Linked DNA regions of Hordeum vulgare: region 1 is linked to region 2. The links are chromatin contacts, called in public Hi-C maps. All regions are on one chromosome and are shown on one strand. The core of a region is the stretch at or near the end of the contact, and the rest is flanking DNA. Distances in the headings are between cores, read along the strand shown. Region 1 has its middle 56 kb from the start of LOC123438427. Region 2 holds the start of LOC123411485 (probable xyloglucan galactosyltransferase GT19).

Region 1 (2,700 bases), core at 106-2,605, 190 kb after region 2:
GTTCAGTCCGCTGCAAAGTGTAAAACCATACGCCTTATTTGGTTGATTTCATGAGTGTGACGAACAAAGGTTACAAGACGTGGATTCGGTAGTTGAGGCTTGCTGGGACTCGAAAAGGCACGATAGTGTGTTGGGTTCGTCTAGCTTGTGACCAGCTAGCTCGGGTCGAAGTTGCTTCTTAGGTAGGTTTGAGCCTCCTTTTATAAGTCATAAGGGGTTCCCACGATCGTGGAGGGTACGATGGGCATGTGGCGATGATTTCATGTTCCCGGGGCAAACACATGTTCCATAGGTCGTCTTTCTTGACTTCGAGGCGTGCCACTCTATCACAGATCGGTAAGTGGCATGCATGTGAGGGATGGTATGGAGAGTGCCATCACGTATGCAACTTGGCCTTCAAGGAAGGTCACACATGCGTGCGAGATGGTTTTACCTACGACAAGTTGTCGCCGGCCTAGGCTGGCATAGACCCTGAGGGGGCCCATCAATGCGCCCGTCAGCGATTGTTCATTGGCGGGGCCTATGAAGCTTGTGAGAAGGCTACCCCTAGGACGGATGTTCCTAGGAGGGAACACCCGCTCGTGAAGATCTTGGCCTTTTATGATGTTGTTGGTGCTGATTTTCATAGGTTTTAAGAAATGTTAATAATGTATATTAAGAATGTTACACATGTAAGAATATATTTCATATGCAGACAAATATGTACAATATGTATGAAAATGGGATATCAAAACATATATTTGTAGAAATCTTGGTCACGTATTTCAAAAAATGTTAACCATGTATAAAAACTATTTTTGATATATACAGTTTATTTACAAAATGTGTATGAAAAATGTAGACACGTCTTAAATATTTTTGACATCTAAACAATATGTGAAAAAAGTTAACCATGTATTTAAAAAGTTAAACATATATATAAAAATATCTCTGGTGTGTTTGGAAAATTTGCAACATGTATGAAAAAATCAACACTAATAATATTTTAAATAAAATGTTAATCATTTATTTTGAAAATTTTAAGCATGTGAAAAAAATGTCCCTGATGTATAATAAAATTGTACATTATGCATGATAGAAGCAGACATGTGTTGATTTTTTATTAAAATTGAAAAATAAAAAACCCAATGAAAACTGGAAAGGAAAAAAGAAACCAAAGAAATACGACAAAAGAACAAAGTAAGCAAAACAAATCAAGAAACAATGAATGAAACAGGAAAAGATAAAAGAAACCCAAAAAACAAGAAAAAACGGGCTGCAAAACTGTGCGAAAGAAAAAAGGGCTATAGTGTTGGGCAGGCCCGCTATTTTTGTCATTTAACGAGAATCTGTAAGGGCAAGAAATAGTGGAATATCGTATTCGCTGCTCTGTTCAAAGCGGGAGCTATTTTAAATGGGCTGCCCCATTTAGCAGGTTGCAGCGTTTTAGATTTGGGTGTTTTCTAGAGGTTCAAGCTGATTTTTTTCGATTTTGAGAAACTTATAGAAGGTTCCCTTTACCAGTTTTTTTTTCTTTTCTGTTTTTTTTCCTTTTCAGTTTCTGTTTCAAACTATGTTTTTGGATTTTCAAGAAATGTTCAGTATTTTCAAAAAATATTCTTGATTTTCAGTAAATGTTCTGTATTTTCAATAAATTGTTCTCGTTTTCAAAATTTGCTCTTAAGGTTCAAACTTGCTCTCGGTTTCAAAATTCGTTCTTAAGGTTCAAATAATATTCGAGCTTTAAAAAATTGTTCGGGTTTTTTTCAAAAAAATCTTCATTACAAATTTTGTTCTCAAGATTTTAAAATATGTTCATATTTAAAAAAAATCGTGCTTCCAAATTTATTCAGGATTTTTCAAAATTGTTCTTGGTTTCCAAATTTGTTTTCAAGATTAAAAACATGTTTGCACTTTAAAAATTTATTCACTCCTTCAATTTATTCTCCATTTGAAAATTATGTTCTTAAGATTCAAAAAAAATGTTCGTTGTTTAATTATTTTTTCGTGCTTCCAAATTTGTTCAGGGTTTTTGAAAACTGTTCTTTGTTCAAAATTTTGTTCTCAAGATTCAATGAATGTTCAGGTTTTAAAATTTTATTCGCGCTTTGAAATTTGTTCAGGAGTTTTCAAAATTATTCTGGGTTCCAAAATGTGTTTTCAAGATTCAAAAAATGTTCGTGCTGTAAATATTTGTTTGCGCTTTCAAATTTGTTTGGGGTTTTTTAAAATTGTTCTCCATTTCGAAATTCTGTTCTCAAGATTCAAGAAATGTTCGTGCTTTAATAAATTGTTCGTATTTTAGAATTTATCCATATTTTTTAAAAAAAATCTCGGTTTTCAAATTTGTTCTATTTTTTTTAAATCGTGCTATTAAAATTTGTTCGGGGTTTTCTAAAACTGTTCCCTGTTTCAAAATTCTGTTCTCAATATTCAAATATTGTTCGTGCTTTAAAAAATTGTTCGCACTTCTGAATTTGTTCTAGATTTTTCAAAATTGTTCTCGGTTTTAAAATTTATTCTCAAAATTTTGAAAAATGTTCAATCTTTAAAATTTGATTGCGCTGTCAAATTATTTGGTTTTTTAAAATTGTTCATCAAAATTCTGTTCTCAAGATCCAAAAAATGTTCGTGCTTTGAGAAAATGTTTGCCCTTTTAAATTTGTTCATAGTTTTTCAAAAAAGTTCTCTGTTTTAAATTTTGTTATAAGATTTAGAAAA
Region 2 (2,700 bases), core at 86-2,585:
AAGTGTTTGTTTTTTCAAAATGTTCCTAATTGAAAAAATTCTTTGCATTCAAAAATACTATTCAGAACATCGGAAAATGGTCTTATTAATGCCAGGACAATTTTCTGAATGTGAACAATTTTGTGATAAAGGGAATATTTTATAGAACTCCAATTCACAAGAACAATTATAACTTGAAAACATTTTTTGAATCTTAAGATTTTTTTTTGAAAAATCCTGAACAAATTTGTAGCGTGAAATGTTTTTATAGTACGGACGTTTTTTGAATCTTGAGAACAAATCTTAAAACCGAGAACAATTTAGAAAAATCTTGAACAAATTTGGAAGCGCGTACAAACTTTTAAAGCACAAACATTTTTTGAATCCTGAGAACATTTTTTTAAAAGGAAAACAATTTTGGAAAGCCCCCAAAAAATTGAAAGCGCAAACAAATATTTAAAGCACGAACATGTTTTGAATCTTGAGAATAATTTTTGGAAGCGAAAGCAATTTTGAAAAATCGTGAACTAATTTGGAAGCACGAACAATTTTTTAAAGGTTGAACATTTTTGAATCTTTAAAATCCAAAACATTTAGATAAAACTCTCAGAACATTTTTTCAAATTTCGGAACAATTTTTCAAAATTCCTGAACATTTTTTTATATTCCCGGACTATTTGTCAAATTCCTGAACATTTCTGAAGTTCCGAAACATTTTTTTCAAATTCCGAAACATTTTTCAAGTTCCATAATATTTTATTGAAAATCCGGAACAATTTTTCAAATTCCAGAACATTATTTTTTAATTCTGGAACATTATTTTTTCAAATTTCAGAACATTTTTCAAAATTCCGAAACATTTTTCGAAAATCCAGATTCTTTTCTTTAAAGGCAGAACACCTTTTGAAAATCAAAAACATTTTACAAAATCCAGAACATATTTTGCAAATCTAGATCAATTTTTTAAAAAGTAAGAACATTTTTTTAAAATCAAAAATATTTTTAAGACAGAAACAGATAAAAAACATAAAAGAAAAAAGAAAAAAAAGTTAGACCAGTTCAAGAAACCTTCTAAAAGTTTCCTAAAACTAGGAAAAAACCGGCTGAAACTCTATAAGGTTCCTAAAAGGGAAACGCTCGAGCAGTTATATGGGCCGGCACGTTGCGTCGCTGCTGGGTCGCTCGTCTGTACGAAGTGCCGACAGCTGGACACAACGAGCCGTAAATAGGATATTCTTTGAACCTCCCCTATTGAAATAACGTAATATGCCTTCTCTGGCCGTAACGTAATATGCCTTCTCTGGCCGTAATTTACTTTGGGCTTGAAAGGACTCGGCCTATGAGCCCTTTTAACGTGTGTAATCGAACAACCTCCTGACAGTTACACGAGAACCCCACTCTGTGGGTGTCTCTCTCACTGGCTCGCCCCACTCCCCCAACCCCAAGATGCCCAATTCTCTCCTGCTGCTGCTCCTCCTCCTCGTCCTCCGCGCAGTCGCCGGAGACGCCGCCCCCGATTCGTCAGACCCCTGCGCGGGCCGCAGGATCCACATCAGGGACTTGCCCCCGCGCTTCAACACGCACCTCCCCCGCCACTGCGACGCCGCCTTCCCGCTCGCCGACCCGTCCTCGTCGGCCACCTCCGCGCCGACCTGCGAGTCGCTCGCCAACCACGGGCTCGGCCCGCGCACCCACGCCCGCAGCCGCTCTTGGTACCGCACCGACGCGCGCCTCCTGGAGCCCTTCTTCCACCGCCGACTCCTCGAGCGCCGCTGCCTCGTCGCCGACCCCGGCCTCGCCGACGCCGTGTTCGTCCCGTACTACGCGGCGCTCGACTCTATCCCCTACGTCCTCGACCCCTCGCTCCTCAACTCTTCCGCGCTTCACGGCGCGTCCCTCGCGCAGTTCCTGGCGCGCGACCGGCCCCAGATCCTGGCGCGTCGGCATGGGCACGACCATTTCATGGTGCTCGCCGGTTCCGCGTGGGACCACTCGCAGCCGCCGCGTGCGGAGCCCCGGCTGCTGGGCACTACGTCGCTGGTCAGGCTGCCGGAGTTCGAGAACTTCACGTTCCTGGCGCTCGAGTCGCGCTCGTGGCCATGGCAGGAGCACGCGATCCCGCACCCGACGTCTTTCCACCCTGCCTCGCTCCCGCGGCTGGAGGCCTGGCTTGCGCGCGCGCGGCGCTCCCGCCGCGCCACGCTGATGCTCTTCGCCGGCGGCGTCTCGCGCCCGTCCAGGCCCAACATCCGGGGCTCCATCCTCGCCGAGTGCGCGAACCGCACCGACGCGTGCGTCGTCGTGGACTGCTCAGCCGGCAAGTGCTCCCACGACCCCGTGCGGTACATGCGCCCGATGCTGGGCGCCAAGTTCTGCCTGGAGCCGCCGGGGGACACGCCGACGCGGCGGTCGACGTTCGACGCCATACTCGCCGGGTGCGTGCCGGTGTTTTTCGAGGACGCCGCGGCGAGGCGGCAGTACGGCTGGCACCTCCCCCCGGGGCGGTACGACGAGTTCTCCGTGCACATTCAGAAGGAGACGGTGGTGCTCGGGGGCGTCAAGATCGCTGAGACGCTGGCGGCCGTGCCCGACGCGGAGGTGCGGAGGATGCGAGAGCGCGCGCTGGAGATGGCGCCCAGGGTGCTCTACCGGAGACACGGGAGCACCGCGGAGCTGAGGGAGGCGGGTAAGGACGCGGTCGACCTCGCCGTGGACGGCGCG

What was found. A called contact is a pair of places that touch in the nucleus more often than the background predicts.
Region 1: a contact with region 2 is called in a Hi-C map of leaf, with 4 times the contacts expected there. The contact joins the enhancer-like site here to the promoter of LOC123411485 in region 2. A contact is called at or near these places in 3 of 6 Hi-C or Micro-C datasets (leaf and seedling).

The regions. Positions count from the first base shown.
Region 1 is chr1H:375,682,211-375,684,910 of MorexV3_pseudomolecules_assembly, forward strand. No RefSeq gene overlaps it. Among protein-coding and RNA genes, the nearest start is that of LOC123438427, 56 kb to the left of the region's middle. Within about 2 kb of position 1,356, at least 1 of the 3 cell types and tissues checked has open chromatin away from gene starts, as enhancers often do. A contact at or near this core is called in leaf, where this site is marked.
Region 2 is chr1H:375,493,515-375,496,214 of MorexV3_pseudomolecules_assembly, forward strand. LOC123411485 (probable xyloglucan galactosyltransferase GT19) reads left to right here and starts at 1,336. Exons shown (of 1, transcript XM_045104443.1): 1 at 1,336-2,700. The coding sequence starts at 1,426.